Regions from separate parts of the Mus musculus genome. Here all the other regions are linked to region 2. A link is a contact called in public Hi-C and HiChIP or PLAC-seq data. All regions are on one chromosome and are shown on one strand. The core of a region is the stretch at or near the end of the contact, and the rest is flanking DNA. Distances in the headings are between cores, read along the strand shown.

What was found. Hi-C and Micro-C count contacts between places; a contact is called where the count stands out from the background. HiChIP or PLAC-seq counts read pairs in DNA pulled down with a chosen protein or histone mark.
Region 1: a Hi-C map of cerebral cortex shows a contact between it and region 2, with 2.4 times the contacts expected there. The contact joins the enhancer-like site here to the promoter of Nav2 in region 2. A contact is called at or near these places in 2 of 39 promoter capture datasets (cranial neural crest and pre-B cells) and 2 of 484 Hi-C or Micro-C datasets (cerebral cortex and cranial neural crest).
Region 3: a contact with region 2 is called in an H3K4me3 HiChIP or PLAC-seq map of bone marrow-derived macrophages, with 2.3 times the contacts expected there. The contact joins the enhancer-like site here to the promoter of Nav2 in region 2. A contact is called at or near these places in 3 of 39 promoter capture datasets (cranial neural crest, frontonasal cranial neural crest and pre-B cells), 2 of 484 Hi-C or Micro-C datasets (embryonic stem cells and uterus), 7 of 115 datasets of contacts at active chromatin or transcription factors (bone marrow-derived macrophages, embryonic forebrain, embryonic stem cells and 1 more) and 2 of 9 other capture datasets (adipose tissue and embryonic stem cells).
Region 4: a Hi-C map of muscle stem cells shows a contact between it and region 2, with 2.7 times the contacts expected there. The contact joins the enhancer-like site here to the promoter of Nav2 in region 2. A contact is called at or near these places in 4 of 39 promoter capture datasets (cranial neural crest, frontonasal cranial neural crest, maxillary cranial neural crest and 1 more), 8 of 484 Hi-C or Micro-C datasets (the HL-1 cell line, bone marrow-derived macrophages, embryonic fibroblasts and 5 more), 3 of 115 datasets of contacts at active chromatin or transcription factors (embryonic forebrain, fibro-adipogenic progenitors and forebrain) and 2 of 9 other capture datasets (adipose tissue and bone marrow-derived macrophages).

The regions. Positions count from the first base shown.
Region 1 is chr7:49,494,628-49,498,560 of GRCm38.p6, forward strand. The region is part of intron 11 of Nav2 (neuron navigator 2); the gene reads left to right. Among named protein-coding and RNA genes, the nearest start is that of Gm51447, 58 kb to the left of the region's middle. Within about 2 kb of position 1,689, at least 122 of the 459 cell types and tissues checked have an H3K27ac peak or open chromatin away from gene starts, as enhancers often do. A contact at or near this core is called in cerebral cortex, where this site is marked.
Region 2 is chr7:49,244,654-49,248,234 of GRCm38.p6, forward strand. Nav2 (neuron navigator 2) reads left to right here and starts at 1,536. Exons shown (of 39, transcript NM_175272.3): 1 at 1,536-2,545. The coding sequence starts at 2,288.
Region 3 is chr7:49,453,340-49,456,969 of GRCm38.p6, forward strand. Nav2 (neuron navigator 2) reads left to right here. Exons shown (of 39, transcript NM_175272.3): 7 at 1-167. Among named protein-coding and RNA genes, the nearest start is that of Gm51447, 17 kb to the left of the region's middle. Within about 2 kb of position 1,447, at least 44 of the 459 cell types and tissues checked have an H3K27ac peak or open chromatin away from gene starts, as enhancers often do. A contact at or near this core is called in bone marrow-derived macrophages, where this site is marked.
Region 4 is chr7:49,395,376-49,399,119 of GRCm38.p6, forward strand. Nav2 (neuron navigator 2) reads left to right here. Exons shown (of 39, transcript NM_175272.3): 4 at 2,708-2,780. Among named protein-coding and RNA genes, the nearest start is that of Gm51447, 41 kb to the right of the region's middle. Within about 2 kb of position 2,491, at least 111 of the 459 cell types and tissues checked have an H3K27ac peak or open chromatin away from gene starts, as enhancers often do. A contact at or near this core is called in the HL-1 cell line, bone marrow-derived macrophages, macrophages and 2 more, where this site is marked.

The sequences.
Region 1 (3,933 bases), core at 439-2,938, 250 kb after region 2:
TCCCTGCATATGCGACATGACTTTCAGGGATCAAACTCAGGTCCTGACACCTGCAAGACCAGCTCTTTCCTGACAGCTAACTCTCCAGTCCCTCACAGGTTCCTTTACATTGTTCACCAGGCTAGGTGAATGTTTCACAGAGCTGGGGACTGTCAGGTAGGAAATCAGTAGGAAACTATTCCTGAGCTAGCACATCACCCATGATTTTACACACACTGTTTATGCTAAGAACCGCGTGGGTTGGGTGTGAGACAGTGACTCTGTCACAACATCAAGGGAGTACACCACAGATGGCGAATATGCAAATTGGGCACAGCTCTGTGCCGCCGCCCCCCCCCCCCGAAAATGTGTTCTTTAAGCAATTTAAAGCCACCAGAATCCTTCCTTTACAACCCCCAAAAAACAAAGGTGTAAGAACTAAGGTACTTTCTAGGGAGTTTTATGTGAAGAGAGACTTGAGTTCTTGCTTGTGGTTTCACACACAAGCATTCGGACACAAGCAAGCTACTGAGGAATTGGGAAATGATCTAGACGTTAGCCCCATTGGTTCTCAGCCAGGAAGCGATGGCCTCCAAAGAGCGAAATACCCTGGAAATGTCACTAGCACAGGTAGGTAGCCACAGCTGTCCCAGAGCCTGTAACAGGATGCTGAGACCCCGGCTAGACCATGGCTATTTGCAGCATGGCCTGAGTGTGTCATTTTTAGGGTTATTAAAAGTCACCTGCAGAAAGAAATACATGCCTTCAGAGGCCTGGGAGATAGGAACTTTGTCAGTTGGAGTCTTTATATCATCAGTCCGTTCTGATGAATAATAAAGATGATACATCCAAGACACCAAGTCCCCTTCATCTCCTGTCACCGTTCAGGGCTGTCACCCTGGATCCCAGACCCTTTCTGATAGTGACTTGGCAACATCCAGCAAAGTCAGCCATTGGACAGCTGTGGAGGGAGGATGACGTGAAAGGGATGGAGGCAGCTCAGTACACACAATAGGCCCGTATAGGATAGCAGAACATAGGCCACTTTAGGAGGAGGAAGCGTGCCTAGATGGCCGAGAGTCTGGCTATCAGTCCAGTGGTTTCTGCCTGCAGCACTGTGTCTCCTGAACATGTTGGGAGTGAACATGTCAGGAGTTCTTGGATTCTAGTAACTCAGATACTTATAAGCAGAGAGCTCAGTAGAAAGTTGCCGCTCATGAATCTCTTTCTTGGACACTGCAAAGGGGCTCCTTGTGCAGGGATGTTGACAGTCCTTATGGAATAGCAGGCAGCAGGCTGGGGCATTAGATAGATGTTCCTTCTCGCTGGTACTTCCAGGTCACATTGTGTTGATAAAACGGGAATTGGGCTCAATCTACACTTTAGATCAGGCTGGGAAATGAAGCAGAAAGGGGAGGGATCTTTTTGTTATTATTGTGTTTCCCCCCACCCCCTTTTCACATTATGGATGTCTTTTCACTCTCCAGATGGTATCCATGTCAGAAAAGCTTAGAGATTGCTTTTTAAAAAACAGACACAGGACACACGTAGGCTTCGCAGCTTGTACTTGGCCCCTGACCCTGGCCTTCAATTGAAGCCAGTCCCATTCCCACTTGAATTGGGAGGCTGTGAGAGGCTGTAGCTGCGCTGCCTGCTAACGAGCAGCCTGCAAGTCCAGTCTCAGGGCTCTCCCCAAGAGCACAAGAGCCCTCATGCTGCCAGACTGCGTGACACAGGCAGAACAAAGCAACCGTTCTGTTCCCCGCAGCACATCCGTCCACCCAGGCTTGGCCTCCTCGAAGGCTCAGAGTAGGGACACGGAGAGTTCTGACTTCAGTTCCGTGGCCTTGGTGAGAGGAAGAAGAGTTCATTTCAAAGTCTGATGATGCATCTTGTTAATGACACCAGAAATCCAGGGCTACCAGAATCTGCGAAGTTTCTGAAGTCCTCCAAAAAAAATGTAACCTTTCTCGGTACTGGCTAAACACTGTCATTTAGCTCTAATTAACCTGGAACTCACTGTAGCTGAGGCTGACCTAAGGGCACAGTTGAGTTGCTCACCTCACAGCTGGTGGGAAGCAGCTGGGGACAGATTGCACCTTCTAAGAGCAAGCATCTGTCAGCCCACTTTTGGTGTGAACGCATCCTAACAAATCCACCAATGAGGCTTGTGAGTTACTCTCTTGTTCCAGTTACCTCTCTGCAGCAGCAGTCTCAACACTGGAGCCTCGGGGCCCAGTTTCACATTCAACCCATGACACAAGTCTCTCTACCTAGAACACAGAAAGCCGCTCCCTCTCCGGATCTCTTCCCCCTCCCTCCTCCCACTCTCTCTTCCCCACCCTCCACCTCTCATCCTTCTTCCTTCTCCTTTTGAGAGCCAAGTAACGCCTAGTATGTTCAAGAATATATTTTGTTCTGTGTCATGCACATAAGGGCTGTACCCATACAGCTGCAGCGCAAAAGCCAGTCTGCACCCTTCCTCGTGGCTCCTCCCACCCTTCCATGCCACGCCCCCTTTCTCTCCCCTCGTGTGCATCCAGGAACAAAGTGGGAGAGAGTGAAAGTCCCTGTTTCAAAGCCCATAAAAGGGGCCTTGGAGGCAAATCTCTATTTCCGCTGCAACAGGGTGATAATTACCACACTGGCCTTCCTGGAGGGCCCCCAGTCTGCCCCTTCCACCGGCTTCCTTTTTAAGCAAGAGACCGATCCAATCCTGTGGGCAGAGGCCACCTGGGTTGAACAGGGGGCGGGTGATGACAGGAAGCTAACCATCTGCACCTTAAGCCTCCGAGGAATTCTCCAGAGGGTTGTAAAAGGCTGGAAACCCACAGTCTGCCAAGCGTGGATCATGGTTCTCAGGCAGTGTTCCCACTCACAAAGGAAGGGCCAAGGTACTGCGGCCCCGTGAGGCACTCCATTCTCTGACACACAGCTGAATGGGGGCTGGATAGCATAGCTGTGACCCCAAAAGACTGCTTTTCCCTAAGCTGTGACCTTCCAGCACTTGTTGAAAGATAAGTTGTGTGAGATCTGGAGAGGTGACTTGGAAGTTAAGAGCACTGGCTGCTCTGAGAGAGGACTTTCAGTTCCCAGCTCCCAGCTCCCATGTGGTGGCTAGTGGCTGTCTGTAATCCAGTTCCAGGGGACCTGATGTCCTTTTTCTGGATTCCTAGGACACTGGGCATGAACATACTGTACAGACATACATGCAGGCAAATGGTCATATATGCAAAACTAAGATAACGTGAGCACTAAAGGTGGGATAGATAGATAGATAGATAGATAGATAGATAGATAGATAGATAGATACCTAACATTGAAAGCTGGAATGAAGGGCCCAGGGAAAAGGCAGAAACTTCCTCTGTGTTTAATCCCCCAGCAACCCAAAGCCTAGGCCCTGAAACCCAACCAGAGTGTGTCCCACAGCAGAAAATAACTTCATGTGACTGGATGCAGGGATCTTGGAAAGTCCTGGGGCCAGTTAGGTTGGGTTATGCTGAATAACAAGCAACTCCAAAACTTCCCACACTTATCGTCCGTCCGGCTGCTGTAGAAGGTCGTGTGGCTCATTGTTCTTCCTGGGAACCAGGGAGCCAGAAGGACTTTCCTTCACACTGAGAATTGATCGTTCCCGCGATGAGGAGATGGCGAGTGTGGTGAGCCACACGTCTCTTAAAGCCGAGGAGGACCACATTGAACCAAAGGAGGTCCTTTTGCTCCATTTCCATTCCATTGGAAGGGAAATACAGTACCCCCATGTGTGTGCCGGGAGAGCAGAAAACATACAGTGACTTCCACTGTCCTGCCTGCTTGCTTGCTTGCTTGCTTCCTTCCTTCCTCCCTCCCTCTCTCTCTCTCTCTCTCTCTCTCTCTTAAGATTTATTTATTTATTTATTTATTTATTTATTATATATAAGTACACTGTAGCTGTCTTCAGACACACCAGAAGAG
Region 2 (3,581 bases), core at 286-2,785:
GAAAGGCTGCCATTGCACTATCAGAAGTTATCCATCTTCATCGTGTCTCCTCTAACATGGCACTGGGCCCATCATGAGGACCTCTCGGTCACGTACTTACAACCTCCCAGAGGTTCCACTGCCTAAAACCAGTCGAGGATTGGGTATTTATTTACAGTATTTATTTACACTGGAATCAGACAGATTCTGGCAGATGCGGAGCGAGCAAACTGCCCACCACTGAGCTACATCTCCAGCTCCTTTTTACATTTTATTTGAACAAAGAGGATCATTAAATTGACCTCAACCTGGGATCCTCCTGCCTCAGCCTCTAAAGTAGCAGAAATTACAAGCTTACACCCCCATTCCTGGCCACATTAGAGTTTTGCCAGGTAAGTTTGAGAATGATATAGCCCATATCATTAGGATGAGTGAAATTCAACCCTATGGATGTTACAACTTCAGGCTATAGGATAGGAAGAAAGTGACAACATCTGTCCTAGACACAGAAAAGTGGCTTAAAGAGATGACAGTGGGACATACTCCGGTGGGTTCATTAATAATAAAGACAGATTTTTTTTTTCTGGTCCCCTACACTGCCAGACACTATCTCATTTAGCTGGGCAGTGCTTTTAGGGAAAAGTACTCAAACCTCCACTTGACTTGCATGAGACACAGTGTTAGGTCTATAAAGATGGAGGAACTTCCCAATTCAAATCCAAACTGATCTCTAAGGTGGGTGTCCTTGAAGATCAGCCCCATGCACCCTGTCTGCACTTTCTATTTTCCCTTCAGTCCTCAGACCCTGAGTCAGAGAGAGAAAGGAAGGCCTTCATGAAACCATGAAACCAGGGCAGGTTTAGCCTCAGCCTGCCCGGGTCACCAAGCCACTCTAATTACAGTCTGTGGTAGGTGGCAAGGAGGAGCTGTCTTGGGGCGCGAAGCTTCCCCGGCCATTGTATCAGCCTATAAATATTTCAAATACTTAAGTGCAACGTGCAACCTTTGAATGTCGCAGAGGAAGCTGTTGGGACGCCCCTGAGCCCACCCGGAAAGAAGAAATGGCTGGAGTGTCCTTCAGGCGGGGGACAAGGAGACCCGCCCAGTCATTCCCAATGGAGGTGCAGAGAGGTTGGGGCGTGCCTCCGGAACCCGCAAACCGTTGAGATGACCCGAGCGATTTGAAAAAGAGAAACTGATTTCCCCAACACATGCCTGGGGGTGGAAGGAGGCGGGAATCTACAACCCAACGGCGTTTTCAAAGGCGGCTCCGGGGACGCAGGGGTGGCGGCCCGCGGGGAGGCGCGCGCCGGGGCCGTGCCGCAGAGCGGCCACCAGCTCGCTTTGTACTTGCGGCCAAGCGCGGCCCCAGAGTTTCGGCGGCGGCCCCGCGGAGTTGAGGCCACGCCCCCTTGCAGTGCGAGTCGCGACCGCGGATTGGTCCGCGGCTAACCAATAGGCGCGCGGGAACGGCCCGGGCTGTCAGCGCGCGCCGCAGCCGGTCCTCCCCTGCGTCCAGCCCTGCAGCCCGCGCTGCCTTCCCCCGAGCTCAGCTTAGCGCAGCGCTGCCAGCCTGGCCAGCTGCGCGTCCTGGTGCCCGCGCTCTGTCACCACCGCCGTGCTGCGCTGGAGCGCACGGAGCATGGCCAGAGCCGCAGAAGCTCAGGTGCTTGGTGTTCGAGGGGCTTGTGAGCATCGGTGATCGGCTGTCACGCCCAGACAGACCTGTCTGCGGAGATCGCCCAGAGTCTGCCTAGGCGCGGGTGACCCTGTGGCGCGTTTGCTGGGTGACAGCCGCTTCGCGGTTGATACGTCTTGGGCTCCGTGCGTCCTCCGTCTCCCCATCCTCTGCTCTTTTGCTCCAAGGTTCACACCCGCAGGCTCCAGAGCGCGACGTGTGCGTCCCCGTAGCCGGTGTCTCTTCCTAAGGAGCCTTCTCACTTCGGAGACGCAATGACAAGTTAATATGGGCGTCCACGCCTCGGTTTCCCAGGAGAAGAATTGCCAGAGGCAGCGGTCCCCGAGAACCCAGAGCTTCTGAACAGGCCTCCCGCTGCGACATCCGCGCAGGTGGGACCTGCTGAGGGCAGTGACTAGCCCGCCACCCGGCAGGCGCACTCGCAGGATTTCCCCAGTTCCCCGACCCGGGGATTCTGTTTTTTGGGTTTTTTTTTTTTTTTCTTCCACTGTTGGTGGGCGCCTCGCGGGCCGAGGCCCGGCGCCTACTCGGCTGCCCGCGCTGCCTTTAGCGGTCGCCTCCGCCGCCGCTGCCAGGGACGTGCTGGGAAAGCCAAAGCCCCGGGAGAAGATGCCGGCCATCCTGGTAGCCTCCAAAATGAAATCGGGACTGCCCAAACCCGTGCACAGCGCCGCGCCCATCCTGCACGTGCCCCCGGCCCGGACTGGTCCTCAGCCCTGCTATCTTAAGTTGGGAAGCAAGGTGGAGGTGAGCAAGACGGCCTACACTAGCCAAATCCCCCTGAAATCGCAGGGGCTGCAGGAGCCGACGGGGGAGGGGCTCCCGTTGCTGAAGAGCAGCTCTCTGGAGAACGGGTTCGATACCCAGGTGAGCAGTGCTATGTGCTGGGGCACTATTACAGGGTGGGAGTGATGGATGATCCTTCATGAGGGAGGAGGACGGTTGCCTTGAGGAGAGGCTACCATAATGTGATTGGAGAGAGGAAGCATACCCCTTATGCTGCCAGATTGGAAGGATACATTGGTCAGTGGGTGTGGCCAGGAGGGGTTTAGCTGGCCAGGGTGCCAGAGGCTCTCCCGGGGAGCTCTGCAAAGCTAAGGCGTGCTGGCAGCCAGCTGCTTCTATGGGGCTGGAGCAGGTGTAGGGGTGCTTTCAAAAAAATGCATGCTGACATTGGAAATGTTAAGGGCCATCAGTGCCGAGCGCTTGGCCCCAAGAGGATGGGTATCTGCTGTTGTGATGTGTGTCTATACTCAGGTTGTAACCCCAAGGAGTGGCCTGGTGCCTTGATGGGTTGGGTACTACCTGGCTCAGCTGTGAGATCTAGGACAAGGGATACTGAGTGGTTGCCCTGAACTTAACCCTCCTCCTAGCTTGAAGATGGCTGGTCTCTGCCCCATCATTAGGGAGAAGGGATTCTGGCCAGGTGCTGCCAACTGCTAGCTGCTACAGACTCCTAGTAACTGGGGTGGCTTGGCTGTCTCAGAATGGCTGCTGTAGCTAAGCCCCTCCTTCTTGGGTAGTCTATGCTGCCAGCGTTGGTATCTCTGGTGATTAGGGAGGTGATGGTGTGGGTAAGAGCATGGCTGAACGAGAAACGGTGACTTCTACCTTTCCTGGCAGAGCAAGCAATCCCCCTACTGGGCTGGGTGACAGGCCCTGGCCATGCAATCTCTTTTAAGGAAATCCTTAAGGGCCAATCAGTTTCTCTTGGACTCCTGCCTTCCCTGCCGCCTTCCCCCTCTTCTGGCAGGAGGGAGCAGGGCCATGCTGTATTTTCTTGGCTGCCAGTCAGCAGGGACTTTTAGGGACAGGCTGACCTGACTGTTGTGGCTGTCCCAGTCCGGAGAGGAGAAGCCGGGAAGCCAGAAGGGGAGGCAGTCTTGAGTTGGTATAGGGCCAA
Region 3 (3,630 bases), core at 197-2,696, 210 kb after region 2:
GGCCCCGGAGGGACCAGTCTAAACCCCAGCATCAGCAGCCAGACCGTCAGCGGCTCCGTCGGGACCACGCAGACCACTGGAAGCAATACCGTCAGTGTCCAGCTACCTCAGCCTCAGCAGCAATACAACCATCCCAACACAGCCACGGTTGCACCTTTTCTGTACAGGTAAGCAGCACCCGCTACCCCTGGGGAAAGAGCCTAACTGCTGGCTCTGTCCGTGCGGGGATCAGGAACATGTGAGCCAACAGCTAAAGCAATACATAGTTCTAGCCTGGGGCACTCAAGTGGGCAGCTACTATAGCAAGACAGTGTTGAGGCAGGGGACAGTGGGAGCTGACTCCAGCATGAGAAGGCTTCACCAGGCCTGTGGGGACTGAAGCCTTTCTGAAGCACTAGAAGCATGGAGGTAGACTAAGTAGACTTAAGACTACCCTGCTATGTAAAATTGCTTATGGCAGCATTGCTGTTGCACTTTCTAAGTCTGGCAATTCCTAGTACCTCCTTGAGAAGAGATGAAGGAGGAAGAGATAAGACTGACACGGGCCAGCTGGGCAGTGCTAGCACACGCCTTTAATCGCAGCACTTGGGAGACAGAGGCAGGTGGCTCTCCAGGTTCAAGGACAGACTGATTTACAAAGTGAGTTCCAGGACAGCCAGGGCTACAGAGAAACCCTGTCTCAAAAATATATATAATAATAATAATAACAACAACAATAACAACAACAGTAGTTTAGTAGTAGTAAGATTGACAAGGACCATTCTAGAACAAGAAATGTATTAGGCTAAAGTACACTGTCATTTTCCTGTCTCAGAAGCCCTGGATCTCTGATGGCCCATCTGTAGAACCCCAGCAGCCCACATAGAACTAGGTGCTCCGTGCTCCTTGTTGTTCTGCTGAGAGCCACTCTGCTCTGCCCCTGCCACACTCCGGCGCTGAGACAGACACCCATAAGCGTGTGGATGAGCTCTTCAGTCTCATGGAAGCTCCTGTCCTACTGAGAAGGGAGCTGAGAGCTTTGGTTCAAAGGGCTTTCCCTGGTCCTGTGCTGGGTGGTCCCCCAATACCTGTGCATGTAGCAAAATGATCCAATGTCACATTCTGCCCACTCCCAAAACACAGAAACACAACTGTGTACACACACTCAAGGCATATTCATCAACAGTTGCACACAAGTTCAGACACAGTTACACATTCCTGTGCCCAATGCAAATGTGTGTTCACATAGGGGCATTTGCACAAGTCCCGGGTGTGTGCACTCACACCCACACTTCCAGCTTCTTATGCTTGTGTGACTCCCCCCAAAAAATAGGTGTTCCCTCTCTCCCCGCCTGAATTGTGTTCCTGTGAGCTCTCAGGCTTCCTGTCCCTAGAGATGTCAGGAGACAGCTAGCCAGCATCCATGCGATACAGGGATGATGCCAGGCTTCCTCTTGTCCCGTGTTCACTCTCCTCTGCCCACTTCCCCATTCTGTGAGAGTCATAGCAATCTTCTCTGATTGGCAGACAGTTCTGTTTTAGTCAAGTCATCAGCTAACAGCGTTGAGAAGAACACCGGGGCATCTTTCAGTAGAGGCCTGGTGAGGCCTACTACTAGCCTACTCTCTGGTAGACTAGATAGCAAACATTTACCTCCTTTATTATTATTATTAATTATTATCATTTCAAGCTTTTCTATGGGAAGGAGGATTTCTTGTGACTAATGTGTGAAGGGCAGAAGGAAAGGAACCTCTCAGATATTCAAGGCCAGACTTCCCTATGTGAACTCACTCTGGTCAAAGCTGTCTCTGGAGGAGCTGGTCAAGAGAGACTGGAAGAAGAGACCCAGATAGGAATTGGATCACAGCACCCTGCCCTGTGTCTGCTGGGGGCACCCACTGTGGTCTTAGGCACTGGCCACAGAGACAGGTAGCGATTGCTTGTGAACCAGATGTGTGCAAAGACTTCGCTCAGGGCTTCTTCGTCCTAATCCCCTGAGACTTCCCAGTTTTGTGCGCTAGCTTGCTTCTTAAAATTCCAGTTCTAGGGCTGGTGAGATGGCTCAGCGGTTAAAAGCACCAACTGCTCTTCCAAAGGTCCTGAGTTCAAATTCCAGCAACCACATGGTGGCTAACAGCCATCCGTAATGAAATCTGATGCCATCTTCTGGAGTGTCTGAAGACAGCTACAGTGTACTTACATATAATAAATAAATAAATAAATAAATAAATAAATAAATAAATAAATAAATATTAAAAAAAAATTCCAGTTCTATAGATGAGCAGCTGATGCTCAGACCAGGAAATTTGTTCCAAGTCACAGATGTGGTAATTAGAAGAACCTGCGTTTAAAACCAAGCCTGCTGCTGGACATGGGGGCAGAGTACTCCAGAGGCAAAGATGGGCAGATCTTGGAGTTCAAGGCCAGCCTGCTCTACAGAGCAAGTTCCAGGCAGCCAGGGCTACACAAAGAAGCCCTGTCTCAAACAAACGAACAGATAAACAAACAAAAACAAAACAAAACACGCAAGTCTGCCTAACTATAGGATCCATATTGTCTTGCTGTCTATGTCAAGGATTTTTGGTGCTTCAGAGATGGCTCAGCTGTTAAAAGCACCGGCTGCAATCTCAGAGAACCTGGGTTTGTTCCCCAGCACCAACATGGTGGCTCACAACTATTAACTCCAGTTCCAGGGGATTTGATGCCTTCTTCTGGCCTCTATGAGTACTGCATGTATATGTTGCACATACGTACATGCAGGCAAAAACCTTATACATGCCATGCATGCAAAACAAAATAAATCTAAAAAACATTTTTAAAAGCAGAAATCTTTTCAAGCACAGTAAAAGAACTGGAGTTCACAATATCCGATAGTCTCAAGTCTAAGCTCAGCTGTTTCAGGTAGGGCTTGTTGATATTCTGTGGGATGGTGGCAGGGTCATTGCAGAATGCACATGTATGTTCAGAAGAACAGGGCTGCAGTGATGTAACACCACCAAGCAGGTGCCCTGCTCCTCTGGAGGGCATACCACCACTTGGCACCAGCAGATGGCGCTCTATAAGACTGAGCTCAGTAGCTCCAGATCCACCCATCCATCCTCCCTCCCTCCCTCTCATCATTCCTTCTTCCCTTCCTTCCTTCCACTGGCTGAAAGAAAAAATTCAGATACTTACATGAAATCTCCCCAAATTTTAAAGTCATGTCTATTATTTTTAGTTATGTATATTTGTGGCTGAAGCTCTGCATATGAGTACAGATGCCTATGAAGGTCACAGGCTGCAGATCCCCTGGATCTGGAGTTATAGGCAATTATAAGCCACTCTTTGAGGGTGCTGGAAACTAAACCTGGGTCCTCTACAAGAGCAGCATGTACTCTTAACTGCTGTGTTCTCTCTCCAGCCCCCAAGCCTCACAAATTTTAAACAATGAGCTAATTTACCAGGTGTGGTGGCGCATGCCTTTAATCCCAGCACTCACGAGGCAGCTGTGGGCAGATCTCTTTGAGTTTGAGGTAATCTAGTCTACATAGTGAATTCCAGGATAGCCGTGACTATGTAGAGACACAGAGAGAGAGAGGCAGAGAGAGGCAGAGAGACAAAGACAGAGACAGTCAGAGAGAGACAGGAACAGCCAGAGAGACAGAGACAGAG
Region 4 (3,744 bases), core at 1,241-3,740, 150 kb after region 2:
TACCGGCTTGAACTGGAAATGGTTTGACCCCTCCAGCAGGTCTAGTTATTCGAGGGTCTTGGGGGGACCTTCTCCTAAGAACCAAATGGGGGGAGGGAGAGACAGACACCAAGTGCAGGAACGACATGGAAGCATTCTGAGTAGCATCAAGGTGTCACTGTATTCAGCAAGGCTCAAGGCTTAAATGCACAAGCAAAGAGGAAGTACTTCTCAGCAGGAGGGATGGGGCACTGGAAATTTTTCTTTTGGCAGCTACACGGGGAAGCAAGAACTTGGTGGTATCAGGGTGTGGTCAGGACATCTGGCGCTGACTTAGGGCTGGAACATTCTGTGGTTGTTCTCGGAACGGTGCGTTGGTGGCCCGCTTTTGACCCCCTTTTCTTCTGGGGAGGGGGGTAGAGGCCCAATTCAGAGATCAAGACAATAGAGTTGTCTTAATAGCTCCCAACAATGGTTGTGCACACCTGTGGTGCCAGCTAATCTAAAGATTGAGGCAGAGGGCCCGGCGTGGTGGCACACTCCTTTAACCCAGCACTTGGGAGACAGAGGCAGGCAGATTTCTGAGTTCGAGGCCAGCCTCGTCTACAAAGTGAGTTCCGGGAGAGCCGGGGCTACACAGAGAAACCCTGTCTCAAATAATTAAATAAATAAATAAATAAATAAAGATTGAGGCAGGAGGCTTTCTTGAGGGGTTCAAGTTTATACGGGGCAACATAATAACAGCATCTCTTTAAATAAGTGTGTGTGTGTGTGTGTGTGTGTGTGTGTGTGTGTGTAAACATATTACATGTATTTGTCTATAAAACAGTGCTTCTTTGTGGTCCCATAATCTTCTATTATGTGTTTTGCTGTATAAATAGAAACAAAACCATCATAGACAGTGTTCTCTTTTTATGACTAATATTTTCTCTTACAAGCAAGATTTTGTAATAGGGTAAAACAGTATTTGGAAATCTAACTCTTACTATATTTTCAAATGGGAGCAGGTCACCCTCCACACACCATGTGATAGGGTTCAGGAAGTGATCTCTTCCTTTCTCCCCACTTTCATTTCCCTCTAAGGTGCTCTCACTTAGTGGTCTCATGATTATAAAGCAGCCTGGGGAGGACCTTCAAGGTGGGCTGGAAGGAGTGGGAACCCGGGTTTTAACAAAGGTGGGGCTGGGGAGATGGCTCAGCAATTAAGAGCACTGACTGTTCCTCCAGAGGTCCTGAGTTCAATTCATTCCCAGCAACCACATAGTGACTCACAACCATCTGTAATGGGATTCAATGTCCTCTTCTGGTGTGTCTGAAGGCAGCTACAGTGTACTCATACACATATAATAAACAAATAAATTAAAAAGGGGGTTCCCTACAGAGAGTTACTTCTAGCTGGAGGCTGTGTGGGCTCTTCTAAGATGGCACAGTTTCAGTCAGGTGGCCTGGGGCCTGTTTAATGAGTTAAACAGTGGGAGCCACCACCACCGTGGGGACCACCCTCCCAGTGAGACCATGATAAAAGCATGGAATTTGTTCGATGTTTTAACACCCTCCTGGAACCCAAGGCCTCAGGAGGTAGGAGCAGATCTACAAGCTGGAGTGGAAAGGGAGAATGCCAGAAGTCAGTGGCAGAATGAAGTCTACTTCATAGAGGAGGGTGAATCAAATTCATGAGGACCAGCCCAGAGCCAAGCTGTGCTCGGAGCTATTAAACTAAAACACTCTCGCCAGCTAGAGCCATCAAGACATTGCCTGAGAGTGGGGATAAGGACAATATGTTCATTGTGAAAGGCAGTCCTCTGTTAATTTAGAATAAATTCCGTGGCGTACATACTGGGTTGAGTGCATATAAACATTGGAGAGTCTGGGAAATCCCATTACAGGAATTAGTTGTGGATGGGAGTGGTGGAACTGGCACTGTGTAGTGCAAATTCTGTGATGTCCAAAGGTCGCTGTGCCCAGTTAAAAGCCGTTTCTTTTACTTTTGGTCACCAGAGACATTCATCAAGCCAGAATATTCTCCTTTAAAACAAAAAAAGTAATTAGGCCTGACAGCCGAAGTCAAATCAGACCTTTGGGAATGACCTAATTGCTTTTTTGTTCGAGGCCTGACATCGATTTGCCCTTGGCCTTGGTGTCAACACTAGCAAACACGGGCAGCCTCCCAGACTCCGGCTGGTGGCTCTATCCTTGCCACAGAGAGGACAAAGGACAGCGGCATCCCAGAGGTCATGGGACTCTGTGGTCACCTGCAATTCCTGCCAGGCTGAGAATTTTGTGGGTAAACCCTGGTTCCTGCTGAAACTGCCGCTCACCATGTGGACATCTGACTGCCTGCTTCTTTACTGACTGGAAATTTCCCCCCAGCAACTGGAGGATGGGTGGGTCTATCAATTTCATCTCCACCTCCGTGTTACTGGCAACTGCTCCGGCTTTGAGGATCACACTGTGGTGACATTGATCAAGATGAGAGATCTCATTCCGCCCTGGTTATTTTTGGCATCTGTGAGCAGTCCAAGGCCTCGACTTTTGGCACCGTGTGGTTAGGATATTAAGTAACTGCTTCCTGCGCTAGTACAGACAGCGTTTTGAGAGTCCTAACCTCGTCGCTCCCGTCTATCTCATTGGTCAATTCGAGTGCATTCTGCTTGCTGTTGGCTCCTCGTGAGTGGGTCTGGAGAAAGCTGAATGGTTATTAAACGTGTCTTGTGTTTTTCCCCTCTAGATTGAAAACATAGATGCCTGCTTGAATTTCCTGGCAGCTAAGGGAATCAACACCCAGGGGCTGTCTGCAGAAGGTGAGTCAGGGCCCACGCCTTTTCATCATTTGTGATACCCACCTGTTAAGGCCCACCTGTTACCTAACAGTCAATTGCTGCAGTCCTGACCAGGGGTGCCGGTGGGCTGTCCTGGCTGGGTGCCCTTTCCAGCACAGTTGACGTTACTAACTTTCTCACAGTTCTCAGATCACTCTAAGAATGCAGCCCTGTGTGCATGCCACATCTGCATGCCACAGAGGGTGTGGGGGAAGAGAATGGGAGCACACTGCTCCAGTTAGAGAAGTTCCTGCTTCAACAACACTGATTCCCTGTCCCGTGGCGCAGCAGGTTATCAACCAGCCATTATCTGTGGGAAAGAGAATATCCAACCACAGAACCAAGTCCAACCATCCAGCGCCCAAGGGAACTGCTTAGTCCTTGCTGGTGACATCTCACCTTGCTCTTGAAGACAGAGAGAGTGAGGTTTGCGAACACACTACCACCTTTTAGCCTCCCGATTAGCTTTTAATTAACTTGGATTTGGTGGCTAATTAGCATCAACAGTGTCTGCTAGTGGAGTGTTGTTAGGTGGGATAATAGTTTGGAGCCCGCTGGCCAGAATTATCTACCTCCTCAGTCCTCAGGCAACACTTCCACCTGGAATCTCTCAATCTCTCTCTCTCTCTCTCAATCTCTCTCAATCTCTCTCTCTCTCCCCCCCCCTTGCTCTCTCCCCTTCCTTCCCCCTCCCCCTGTTTGTAAACACAGGCAGCTGCCGGCTCTGAAGCTGCCATAGGCCAGGCATCTCCCCAGCTCATTAGGCTGCACCTGCCTCCAGTTTTCCCCGGAACAGGTAGTGCAGTCGGGGCAGTGCAGTTGTTCCTCCTGGCATAGCAGGAGTGTGCTCTGAAAAGATGTAAAAAGAGCGTTGGCCCTGGAAGCTGGGGTGGGGCTGAGAGAGCAGTAAGCTGGAGTCCACAGATGGAGTAGGTAAGTTAGCAGA